3 separate regions of the Zea mays genome follow, and regions 2 and 3 are each linked to region 1. Evidence: chromatin contacts called from public Hi-C data. All regions are on one chromosome and are shown on one strand. The core of a region is the stretch at or near the end of the contact, and the rest is flanking DNA. Distances in the headings are between cores, read along the strand shown.

What was found. A called contact is a pair of places that touch in the nucleus more often than the background predicts.
Region 2: a contact with region 1 is called in a Hi-C map of ear, with 3 times the contacts expected there. The contact joins the promoter of LOC100284707 here to the promoter of LOC100381780 in region 1. A contact is called at or near these places in 5 of 25 Hi-C or Micro-C datasets (ear, leaf and tassel).
Region 3: a Hi-C map of leaf shows a contact between it and region 1, with 6 times the contacts expected there. The contact joins the promoter of LOC100279865 here to the promoter of LOC100381780 in region 1. A contact is called at or near these places in 3 of 25 Hi-C or Micro-C datasets (ear and leaf).

Annotation. Positions count from the first base shown.
Region 1 is chr7:166,785,698-166,789,949 of Zm-B73-REFERENCE-NAM-5.0, forward strand. LOC100381780 reads left to right here and starts at 1,406. Exons shown (of 5, transcript NM_001174579.1): 1 at 1,406-1,560; 2 at 1,676-2,024; 3 at 2,108-4,252. The coding sequence starts at 1,803.
Region 2 is chr7:166,651,550-166,656,079 of Zm-B73-REFERENCE-NAM-5.0, forward strand. LOC100284707 (elongation factor 1-alpha) reads left to right here and starts at 3,075. Exons shown (of 3, transcript NM_001323371.1): 1 at 3,075-3,144; 2 at 4,104-4,530. The coding sequence starts at 4,130. It overlaps LOC100383275 (Sphingosine kinase 1), which reads left to right. Exons shown (of 10, transcript NM_001361983.1): 8 at 9-293; 9 at 379-501; 10 at 607-1,169. The coding sequence ends at 810.
Region 3 is chr7:166,949,463-166,953,814 of Zm-B73-REFERENCE-NAM-5.0, forward strand. It overlaps LOC100279865 (Internal alternative NAD(P)H-ubiquinone oxidoreductase A1 mitochondrial), which reads left to right and starts at 2,324. Exons shown (of 6, transcript NM_001367332.1): 1 at 2,324-2,508; 2 at 3,130-4,025; 3 at 4,177-4,337. The coding sequence starts at 3,194.

The DNA.
Region 1 (4,252 bases), core at 156-2,655:
TATGATGCAGGGCGGAGGAGGGGAGGGTCTTGGCCAGCTGCAACCCCGAGACAGAGAGAGATCCAGCTCCGGCTGCTCCTTCCTCACCCCTCACGCTCACATAAAGAGGTGGGGGTAGGGGGGAGTCCACTGACCTGGGGGAGGAGGTCATGAGGAGAGCGGTTGCTTGCCGTGCCCTGCAACTCAGGCTTCGATGGCGGGGTGGCTGGCGCTAGACGTCGCCGCGGAGGCAGAGGCGAACGAGAATGAGGCCACGACGGAGGATGCGAATGCGCAGAGGTGGGGATGGGAGGCAGGCGGCGGCTTGCACAGAGGGGTGGGGGCGGGAGGCAGGGCGCTAACAGGGGGGCGGCGACGCACGCCGAGCGTGTGCAGCGGTGGTTAGGTCAGATGCGAGGCCGCACGCTGGGCGCCACTGGGCTACGATGGGCCTCTGGTCTACACGTAAATCACTGGGCCGCACAAACCACAGACACAGGCGCGCTGGTATGGCATTTGTTTGATTAGTACCACATCGACCATTCAGAATGACGGAACATGGCTTATAAGCGCAGTTGTGTATCATATGTTGCTCACTAAGAGAGATGGAATGCGACTTATAAACCTATGAGTACTGTTCATTTTGTTGCGCAACCGGCCGTGTTAGAATTTTGTTGTACGGGCGTGCGGCTGGTGGCAGAACGGCAGAACATGATTGGTGGCAGAACATGTCAGAGGCAGACTACTATTGCTTACTTAATAAGTAGTAGAGATTATGGTTTAAAAATACCATTATCTATTTACTTGATTTTTAATAAAAATAAAAACCACCTTAAAACCCATTTCAAGCCCCTGTGGAGAGGTAGTTTAAACAACCAAGAGCTGACGGAGGTACTTCCTTGTTCTACATGAAGATGTTTTGGTTTTTTAAGGAACAATTGGATCTATACCATTAAAAGATCCAAACTTTAGATATATATCATGGACCCCACATGTCATTGACTCATGTGGACTCACATGTAAGTGAGATAGTAATGGTATGGATCCAAAGTGGTGATCTTTTAATGGTATGGATCCAAATTTCCCTTTTTTAAAATATATTGCTTTTGTTGCATATCTAGATATAGTGCGAGTATATAATACTAATAAATCTTACAATTTAGAAGGAAAGGATTAACTTGTTTAATTTATATTTGTAAACTTTAAAATCATGACATTAACTCAGGAAGTACCTGATACACGCCCTCCCCCCCTCCCCAAAAAAACGGCCTGGCAAAATGGCCGAAAGCGGCCGGTCCACTTTGTGCGGGCTGGTCCATCCATCAGATGCAAATGCAATGCCGTCCGTCCGTTGCGCCAGCCCAGCCCATCCCCCCCTTTTTTTGTAGCCTTCTTCAGTCAGTAACGAAGAGTCTGACTCCGTCATCGCCGTCCTCTTCTTTGCCCGTCGGCCGGCGCCGCCGCAGAAACCAGCCACCCGAGTGAGCTCTTCCAGTCGTACTTGTATTAATCGGCCCACTGTCCGGCTACTGGTATTAGGTTCGTGTTGACTGGAGATTCAGAATTCATTTTTGTTTGTTGGTAAGGAACCCTAACTTCCTTGTTCCCGAGGAGCAATCACATCCGATTTTCCGCTCCTCCATCAGTGGCGTAGGTGCTAGTCCAATCGAGCGTCCGTTTTATTTTCTGGGTTCAGTGACAGCTGGTGATCCATCTCGTGCTCAAGGATCGGTCTCGAACTCTCAATTGTCCCTAGAGGGCTTGGGTTCCGTGTTGAGGGCGTTCAAATTACTACCAAAAAATTGGGAGTTCAAGACACCCTGATGCCATCAGCACCTGGGGAGAAGGATCCACAAGTTATACCGAGGCCTGCGACGGGGCCTCCTCTGGTGCAGACTCTCACGCCTGTCAATGCAACAGGAAGTCCTGCCATAGACCCGAGGCTGGCGCAGCCGTCTTGGCCTGGCCATGTAGTACTCCTGCGCCCTTGTGCAGCTTGGCCTCCTCATTTGCCAGTCCCGTTGCTGCTTCCGCACCAAAATGTGGTTCGCTCTCTGACCCGATTCCAACTCCTTTCTGTTAATGAGGAACAATGCCTACTGTTCTTATTCTGTTTATTGATGGGCAGGATGCTCTGGAGGATGTGGCTGCAGCAGATGTTAACCCTGCGATCGATAGCTGTGACGAGAAGATGTTGCCCAAGGTGAATATGTTGTTCGATGGTGAAAGCGATGCGTATGAGTTCTACAATGCATATGCGGAAAAGGTGGGCTTCTTTGTCCGAAGGTCAACGCTCTGGACGACGTCAAAGAACATAATCACTAGGAGAACTTTTGTGTGCTCGAGAGAGGGGTTTCGGGAGAAGAAGAAGGGAGCAAAGGAAGCAAAGTGCCCACGTCCCGAAACACGAATTGGATGCCCTGCAAGCTTGACCATTAGACTTACTGCTAATGGCAAGTACCGTTTGACAGAGTTTGTGCCGAATCATAACCATCAGCTGGCAACAGCCTCTACAGTTCATATGCTGAAAACAAAGAAAATCAGGCGCAAAGCACGGGCTGCGAGAGAAAACCTGGCAGATGATACCGTGAGTACACCAGAATTTGAGAATGAAGACGAGGCATATGAATTTTACAGCATGTATGCGGGGAAAATTGGGTTCAGCGTGCGCAGGGCTAGCATGACGGTGAATAATGAGAATGTTATAACCAGAAGAATGTTTGTTTGTTCAAAAGAAGGATTCCGTGAGAAGAAAAGAGGAGCAAAAAGAGTAAAGAAACCTCGACCAGAAACACGAACTGGCTGTCCGGCATGTATGGTCATCAGGCTTGGAACTAACGAGAAATATCAAGTCACAGAATTTGTTACCTGCCACAATCACCAGCTTGGAGCTGCAGCAGCTTCTGATCTTGTCATGGCATCTGGGAGTACAGAAAATGATCAAGATGATGGATTTGATCAGGCAGATAGATCACCCGATGATTCTGTTCACAAGCAAAATCTGATTTATGGAAGTACCACTCTGAGTTCCCTAGAAGGTAGAAGTTGCAAAAGATACAAGTATACAAAGACTCCACGCTCAGGTGATGTTGGCGCTACACTAGAATACCTGCAAAAGGTGCAACATGATAACCCTTCATTCTTCTATGCTGTAAAATCTGATGATGATGGGAACTTCACAAATTTTTTCTGGGCAGATTCAAAATCTATTGTGGACTTTTTCCATTTTGGTGACGTAGTCTGTTTTGATTCAGGATATGCATTGCAAGGCTATGATAGGCCATTGGCTTTGTTTACAGGTGTGAATCATCATAAGCAGACAGTTATCTTTGGTGCTGCAATTATATATGATGAAAGTAAAGAAGCTTTCCAATGGTTATTAGATACTTTCAAGATGGCAATGAACGGAACACATCCCAAGACATTGTTAACTGATAGATCTGTTGCCTTAAGTGAAGCTGTTGCAGCCACGTTGCCTGCTACAGCCCATCGTTATTGTGTGTGGCAAATTTATCAAAATGCTCTGCAGCAGCTGAGTCAAGCTTTCCATGGTTCAAAAACTCTAGAATGCAACTTCAAGAGATGCCTATTTGATTGTGAGGATGAGGATGAGTTTGTGACAGCATGGAAGGAAATGTTGGAAAAGTATGACCTAGAAGATAATCAATGGCTAGCAGATTTGTTCTCAATAAAGGAGAAATGGGCACTGGCATATGGCCGCGATGCATTTTATGCTGATATGAAAAGCGTCCAGCAAAAGGAAAGTTTGACAAGTGAGCTGAAGAAACATCTATCATTGGAATGTGACCTTTTGAACTTCTTTGAGCAGTTTGAAAGACTGTTATGTGATCGTCGGTCTGCAGAGATGGAGGCTGATGTGAATGCTAATCAGAGTACAAAGAAGCCACCTTCTATGCGAATGTTAAGGCAAGCTGCCAATGCATATACACCTTCTGCCTTTAAAATGTTTGAGAGGGAATTTGAATTGTACATGGATTGCATGCTCTACATCTGTGGTGAGATGAGCACAATTTTCGAGTATAGAATAAGTGTTGAGGACAAGTCAAGAGATCACTTCGTTAAATTTGATTCACTCAATTCCATGATGAATTGTACTTGTAAGACGTTTGAATTTATTGGCATCCCATGTCGCCATATGCTGAAGGTACTTGACATGAGGAATATCAAGGACCTTCCTGCCCAGTACATCATGAAAAGGTGGAGGAAGGATGCCAAATCAGGATCCTCAAATGGTGGTTGTGCTTTCTTGTTT
Region 2 (4,530 bases), core at 1,825-4,324, 130 kb before region 1:
CTTTCCAGCTCCTACTCCGCATGCTGAACCTGCGACGGTACAATGGGCGCATCCTTTTTGTTCCAGCACCAGGATATGAAGAAGTTGGTGATCCCGTGGAACAAACTACCGGTCATGAAACAAATGGGGTTAGCGGGGCAACTGACAAAAATGGTGAAACGTGCGGCTATGTCGGCCCGTCGATCAAAGAAGCCGATCTTAGATGGAGATCGCTGAACGGTCCGTTCGTTTCAGTCTGGCTCGGCAATGTTCCTTTCGCTAGCGAAGATGCCATGGCAGCACCAAAAGCAGAGGTCGGTCAGTCTCTCGCCGTTCCGTGCCCCGCGGTTCCACTGCGCTCCATATAGCTTTGACCCTTTCTTGTTTGTTGCCATGCAGTTTGCGGATGGCTACTTGGATGCTGCTATAATCAAGGACTGCCCGCGGTGGGATGTTCTGGGGCTCGTGCTCCAGATGAAGGACGGCGCCTACGTGAACTCGCCGTGCGTGGAGTATTTCAAGGTGCGTTGCTTCTTTAGTCCATGACCATGCGTTGTACTCGCCCTGTCCATGAATTCTGTCATCAAAGCATAACGAGGTGCGCTGGGCAACTCTGACGAACGGCAGGTGAAGGCGATCCGGATCGAGCCGGGCCTGCGCGTGGGCAGCAGCACCAAGGGCGGTATCATCGACTCGGACGGGGAGGTGCTCGCGAGGGGCGACGGGTCCCACTCCCGCGCCGGCGACGAGCCGGGGCACCTGATGGCGTACGGCCCGCCCATCCAGCTGACGGTGGACCAGGGGCTGGCCACCATCTTCTCCCCGAGATGACGATTCTTCTATCTGTTCTCCACCGCCTGCGAGGACTTTGCTTCGTTAGCCCTGCCATTTTCTCGAGTAGAACCATGTGACTCTATATGTAAATATTAGTCACACGGTCACACCCCACTCCAGTGGATGAGCGATGAGCCAAAACACAAGAGGGACAGATCCTTTATCTCCGTCAAGAGATTGTTTTCTTTTCACGGCCACAGCCCACATGGCCGCCGCTTTTAGTGTTAGCGTGAGAAAATGACAAGTGGGCTGTGGGCAGCTCCTATTCTTTTTTTCACCTTGTGTGTGTTGTTGATTGTCCCTTGACAAACAGTGGACTGTTTTCCTGCAAAATTGGTGTTTAATTAACCTGAAAAGCTTCCACTTGCATCTAAGTCTTGGCTTGGTAGTGCTCTGGTCTCTTGGTCCTCGTCGGAGCTCCTCCTTCTGTTCATCCTTGTCGGTTCTGTCGGAGCTCCTCCTTCTGTTCATCCTTGTCGGTTCGTCTCCGCATGAAGGTGTCCCTCCGTTCCTTTTTGTGGATCCTATAAAAGCTATCCTATAAAAGCTAGAGCCAAAGCTCCGCCAAGGGGTTCAAGTCTATATATAGAACAGATGTTTATATCGCTAAGTATATAAGTATCTCACAAACACTTTTTGTCTAAAATACCGTGTGTCCTTAAATATCAATATTATCTTAGGACTGTTCCTGAAAAGCCCTTAAAACTTGCTCGACGGAAATAACTATAAAGCGTGCTCACTAACTATCTTTATCTTTTTTAAAATAATTATAAAACATCTCTATATTTTTAGCCATTTCGAAAAATAGAAAACTAAAAGCTAAAAACGATCTAATGTGCTAAAAAGAAGATTGGACTACGCGAAAGCAGAGGAGCTTTGTCTAGATAATCAGTTTGAGGTTCCACCTTTTTGTTGGGGTTATGTTTCTTAAAAGTAGGAATAATGTTTAGGTGAGTTTGGTTTAGCTTTTTTTTGCACCTGTTCCTACTTTAAAAAGCACAAGCTGAATTAATTTTTCTGCAGCTATTTTGAAAAAATATTTTTTTCTATGGTACAAATATAAAAGCAGCTTGGGCATTGTGTTTGCTGATTATCCGAGCAAACCAAATATGGTTAAAAATAATTAAGTCGTTACAATGAATAAACTAAAATATTTTTAATAGAATATTAAAATTCAATTGTAAAATTGATTTATTTGTAAAAATATCAATAACACAAATGTAAAATCGATTATTTAGTTAGATATATTGATTAAGATATATAGCTAAACAAAATGCATATGAATAATATACAATATGTTTACTGTGGATAACTCATATCGGTTTAAATCAAACGACTTTTAACTTTTTTTTTTCTCACATCAATTTTCTTACAGCAGACATTACACATCAGCTTTCTCACAGTTTACATCTAAACCAAGCATACTTTAGAAGTTAAACTAAACACAATTTCAATTCCCGCTGAACACGACACACACACATATATATATATATATATATATATATATATATATATATATATATATATAAATCTAGCTATTACAAGAATTTGGATATCACGGATCTTGTATGTGGAGGAAGACAAAGGAGTCTACACGATCTTAATATTTAGGAAGCAACGGATTCTTCTTATCGGAACAATTTGGTGGATTATGTATTTATGTTGATTTGAATGATTTCTACAGAAACCTTTATTGTAGAAACATGCTTTAGGGGGTGTTTAAATGCACTAGAGCTAATAGTTAATTAGCTAAAAATATACTAGTAGAATTAGCTAGCTAACAAATAGTTAGCTAACTATTAGCTAATTTACTAAAAATAACTAATAGCTGAACTATTAGTTAGGATGTTTGATGTCTCTAACTAATTTTAGATACTAACTATTATCTCTAATGCATTCAACCACAACCGAAAAGTCCAGACAGAGATCGGTTCTGACAAGCAGAATCCCGCTAGCATCGTAGCAAAGTGCGCCATCCTTCATCACATGTTTTTTTGTTCTTCTGATATGAGAAAAAGGAAAGGAAGCGCCGTTTTTTCGAAAGAAAAGAAAACGATAAGGCACGGAGAACGAGTGACCGGCGCGTGAAGCAGCGGTGGTGGAGTGGGCCTAGGGCAGGGTAGCCGTCAAGGCAGGGCGTTCGTAGGCGCTACGAAAGCTCGAGGACTGTACTCGCTCGCAAACCCTAGCCGCCGGACCGGCCGGTGACCGTGCGGCGCTGAGGCGCGCGCTATATAAACAGAGCCATCCATTCCTCCCTTACCGTTCAGTCCCACCTCGACCGCCTCCTCTCCCCTCCCCCGGCTCTGTCTGTTGACTTACCCCGTCGAGGTAAGGCACTGGGTGCTTGAATTCACGGTTTTGATTCAGTTGTTACTATTCAGTTCTGTCTGAATTGTTTGATGCTCGATTCATTATTAGGCTTTCAAGTTCTGTAAATTGTTCCCTAGTTTTTGTCCTTCACGCATATATTACTAGGAGTGTTGCTCTTATGTCGCGCACCTAGCTAAGCTACCAATCGTTTTTCTTTCTTCCACTTTTATAATAAAGCAGATATACCAAATCAAATAGTTATACAGTATATATCATCGCATCGCCCACCTGATTAAATTCAAATTCAACTAAAATTGGTGCTCCCATCTTCTAACGGTGAAAACAGAGGGTCTCATCTCCTATCCTCTCGGGTGAGGCCGTGGGACCGGGCCTTGTGGTATACTGTAGTTGATATAATTCTGATATAGGTTCGAATCCTATTGGGTGCTTCAATTTAGTTTCGGCATCTCCTGTTTAATTCGCTCCACTGCCAGACTCACTCACATAGCCTGCTAGGCAATATCTGTCTGTGTATTCTTGGTTTAGATACATCATGTTTGCTTGCCTACTTATATTTATTAGCATGGCATCTTGTATAGCTTGGTTAATTAGTATATTATATTATTTGTTCCTGCTGCATCTATCTTTATGTATTCATTCGGCAGTTGTGTTGAATGCTCTGATTTGTCTTGCTCGGTTGCTTTTCATTGGTATGAATTACTAGTTACAGATGGGTGAACACTGACTGCACGGTCTCTGTTTTCTTGATGACTGACTATGTTGTCTTTGCTATTCTAAACAAAAGAACAATTAATCTACCAGTCTGCTTACGTACATATGTGTTTCTAATTTGATGTTAGTCAATGAATCGCCGCAACTGTTCTAAAAAAAATACCAACCTCTCAACTGCTAATTGTAGTATATCTTAACTTTTGCCTGACTGCGTGCTATATATATCCTTTTTTTTGTGAATACAGCTTTCTAGTCAGCTGCTCCCGTTGCCATGGGGAAGGAGAAGGTTCACATCAACATTGTGGTCATTGGCCATGTCGACTCCGGCAAGTCCACAACCACCGGCCACCTCATCTACAAGCTTGGAGGCATTGACAAGCGTGTCATCGAGAGGTTTGAGAAGGAGGCTGCCGAGATGAACAAGAGGTCCTTCAAGTACGCCTGGGTCCTTGACAAGCTCAAGGCCGAGCGCGAGAGGGGCATCACCATTGACATTGCCCTGTGGAAGTTTGAGACAACCAAGTACTACTGCACCGTGATTGATGCCCCTGGGCACCGTGACTTCATCAAGAACATGATCACCGGCACCTCCCAGGCTGATTGTGCGGTGCTCATCATTGACTCCACCACTGGTGGCTTCGAGGCTGGTATCTCCAAGGACGGCCAGACCCG
Region 3 (4,352 bases), core at 1,074-3,573, 160 kb after region 1:
TTTGTGTGGGTTGCTTCCCTCCCTTACTCCGTATTTCTTTGTGAATCTCAAGTATAAGGGCGAGAGACTCCAAGTTGTGGAGATTCCTCGCAAACGGGATATTGAAAGGAAAAGCATAACACTGTGGTATTCAAGTTGATCATTGGATCACTTGAGAGGAGTTGAGTGCAACTCTCGTCCGTTGGGACGCCACAACGTGGAGTAGGCAAGTGTTGTACTTGGTCGAACCACGGGATAAACCACTGTGTCTTCTCTGTGTTGATCTTTTGTGGTATTGTGTTTTGTTGAGACTCATCTCTAGCCACTTGGCGATTATTGTGCTAACACTTAACAAGTTTTTGTGGCTATAAGTTTAAGTTTCACAGGATCACCTATTCACCCCCCTCTAGGTGCTCTCAATAAGGTATTTTCATGCTTGGGCCATAATCAAGTTCCCATATTTCCTCTATGAATCCAAAATATGTGGTCTTCTGTCCATGTAGGTCAAAAGCATCGATACGAACACCGCTATTTTGTGCAACACTTTTCATGTCTTTTGATTTAGTGTAGAATGTGTACCCATTGATGTCATATGCTTGCCATGATGTCACAAAACACGATGGCCCAGAAAGCCAAATTCTTCATTGTTTTCTCTTCCAAAGAGTCTCTGAATGAGATGTTTTTGTCCATTAACCATTCGTTGAAACGATGTTTGTGCTCCCTCATGATCCAGTCCTCTGTGCGGTTCTGATTTTCTTTACGAAGCTCATCCAGGTGTTCCTCTATGTAAGGCTCGGCTATCGTGAGATGTTGTAGTACACTACCATGAGCACAATGTACTAGCTTGTAATCCTCAATGTACCATGCAGTACCCGGCGGCCAGCGGCGCAGCAGTTAACAAAACGATCAATGAGCTAGATGGACTGTATTGGGTACGTATAAGGAGTTGTTGGAGTAGTGTATGTTTTTTGGGCTTTTAGACTTTTGAGAGGAGTCCGATATAAAGATATTGAGAGTAGAAATCTTAGGAACTGTTGGAGATGCTCTTAGGGTGTACCTAGAATGCATGCAAAGAAAGTATAGAGAAGAGGGAAGTAGAACCTCATAAAATGACATGTAAAGACTACACACACCCTCACATGACCCCTATAGTGCTCTTGCTCTAATGTAATCTTGAAATTGTCCTCATCTCATAAAACCCCATTAATCTCTCTAAACTTACTCACCGTAATCTACCTCTGCCTACACTTACGCAGGTGGTTGTAGACTTGTGCGCTAGCCACCTCATGCCACTAAACTCTTGAAGAGACTTAGCGATCTAGTTTAGATGAACCTCTTTGAAACCTTTGTCAGTCCTAGCACTAGTGAATATCAACTTGCACATATGCCTTAGGACAAAGGAGGACGTCACACATGTCCACCTCATAGCTCTTTGCTTCCTAGCAACAGGAGCAACAGGTGTCTCAACAACATCAACCTCATCTACCTCAACATGCACTACCTTATCAGCCATCTCCTAATGTAAATGGCCATTTCAGTAAAGAACATAAAACCAAAATTTGATAAAACAAGAGGACATCAAGGCATAGGGTCTAATTGGTTGCCTAGCATATCTCTATATTTAGAGAAGACTTTAGAATATATTATTAATTCTTTATATTTAAAGTAGGTGAGCATATATAGCGTTCATCGCAGACAAGTTAAGGCTGCATCCAACGTCTCCCCATTTGCTCCCCCTCTATTCAGTTGCCGAATAGGCCTAACGTTCCCCATGGCCCCTTTCTTTTGCAGGAGATAAAGAAAATCCCCTCTATAGAGGGGCTCTAATCTTCTCTTTTCGTTCATCAGTGTTTTATCGGTAAAACTAATATTTTTTCAAGTTTAATTACCTAATAATAATATGTATTACGATTCTACAGACATTGCAGTAATTTTTTTTGAACTCCAAAAACGCATGTTTAAAAGCCAAACAGCTTAGTTAAAATGTATATGAAGACCTAATAGGGAGAATGGTTGAGATAAAGTGAAGGCGGAGGAAGAAGAAGATATTTAAATATGAATAGAAGGTATGAATATAAGGATTTATGAGGAGAAATTGTTAAATTTATTCTAAGATGTTTCAAGAAGAACGTGTATAAGGGAGTGTACTGGAGATTGCGAGGGGTTCCAGCGGGCAGCGGCTACCGCGCATAGAGACCCGGGCAGACGAGAGGGCTTGTGGGGTCCCGGTCGATTTCTTCTTCTTGCTACGCAAGTCGAGGTCTCCCCGCCGCGACCGCGAGATCCCCCTCCGGCAAGTCAGGAAATAAAATAAAGTGAGGCAGCAACACGAGCACGGGCCGTGGCTCAATATCTCCAGATTTTCCCGAAACCCTTGTCCCATTTCCTTCCATATTATTTACATATACCCTCTGTCCTTGTCGCGGCGATGCTCTGTTGGTAATCTTGGAGGCGATCGATGTCGACAGGCCGTGACGTCGTCCGATGATTCTCCCTCTCCCTCGTCGCCTTCGTTGTCATCTTCGCACGGTAATCCTTCGAAAACTTTACCCGCGTTTGTGTGCGTTCTGGAACGGCCATCCACGAAAGCTGGGGCTCTTGGGTTGTACGCGCGGGCTGAGAGGGAACTGGGATGTGGAACCATGAACGAAATTCCATGGCGGGCAGCGGCGGGCACAACGCGCCATCGACCGCGGCCGGGTTTTTTTTTCCTGGTTACGTTGTAATGTTCCGCTTGTTTTCCATGCGCGTGGGCGCGTGGCTACGGATGAGTTCATCCGTATATATTCCTCCTGCACGACGTGGTACATGCGCGGGTTCTGATTTGCCTACGGGCTTTTGTTCTTCTCTCCGGCAAAGCAAATTTTTCTGGGGAAACAATTTGAGACTGCTTTTACTTGGAGTACAAGTCGTAGATGCACACACAGTTCGTCAGTTCCAAATTCCTGGGCTGGTCAATATCAGCGTACTAACCACATGCCCAATTTTTTTCTTAGCACCGAAACTTCTCCCAGGGAAAATGCGCATGGAAACAAAGCCAAGTCGCAGTCGTCATGTCCTTTTTGCTGTGCTTGCGTTGTCTACAGACACACAGACATATATATTTTCGTGCAGATTTGTCATCAGTTATGCACACACTCCTGAATGCAGTTCGTTTGGTTGGACACTTGGACTTCCCTCGCACGCTTGAAGGTTGAAGCAGCTGCTCCCGCAGATGGCGGCGGTGTGGTCTAGGATCGGGAGGGGAGCGCAGCTGTCGCTGTCGCTGTCCCTGTCGAGGACCTTCTACGACGGCGCGTCGGCGGCTTCCACGCTGCGCAGTGCTGCCGCGCTGTCCCGCGCCCGGGGCCAGCACGCGTCGTCGCTCCACAGCCTCGCGGGAAGGTCCGCCGGCCACCTCCTCCAGCCGCCGAGCAGGGGCATCGTGACCACGCCCGCGAGGCTTCACCCGGCGTCGTCCGCGGCAGTGGTGGCAGAGCTCTCGGACGCGGAGGCGAGGGAGTCCGAGGCCGTGGCGGCGCCGCCTCGCCAGATGCCGAGCCTCGGCCCGACGCGGCCCGGGGAGAAGCCCCGCGTCGTGGTGCTGGGCACCGGGTGGGCGGCGTGCCGGCTGCTCAAGGACGTGGACACGCGCGCCTACGACGTCGTGTGCGTGTCCCCCCGGAACCACATGGTGTTCACGCCGCTGCTGGCGTCCACGTGCGTCGGCACGCTCGAGTTCCGCTCCGTCGTCGAGCCCGTCAGCCGCATCCAGTCGGCGCTCGCCACCCGCCCCGGCTCCTACTTCTTCCTCGCCTCCTGCACCGGCGTCGACACCAAGGCGCACGAGGTGTACTGCGAGGCCGCGTCCAGCGACGGACAGCTGCCCTGCCACCCGTACCGGTTCAAGGTCGCCTACGACAAGCTGGTGATCGCGAGCGGCGCCGAGCCGCTCACCTTCAACATCAAGGGTGTCCAGGAGCATGCCATCTTCCTCCGCGAGGTGAGCCACGCGCAGGAGATCCGCAGGAAGCTGCTCGCTAATCTCATGCTGGCCGAGAATCCAGGTAACAACAGAACATCGGTTCACTTACACACCTCTCTTGCGGTCAAATACGTCAACCATTAGTTACTACGCGCATTATATATTGATCTTTTTTTAGTTAGCACGCATTGCAAAGCTCGACTGTGATTGTAACCAAGCATTGTGCTCCCTAGGCTTGTCTGCGGAAGAGAAGGAGCGGCTCCTGCACTGCGTGGTGGTCGGCGGAGGACCCACCGGCGTCGAGTTCAGCGGCGAGCTCAGCGACTTCATCACACGCGACGTGCGCCAGAGGTACGCGCACGTCAAGGACTACGTCAAGATCACCCTCATCGAGGTACGTATACGTACT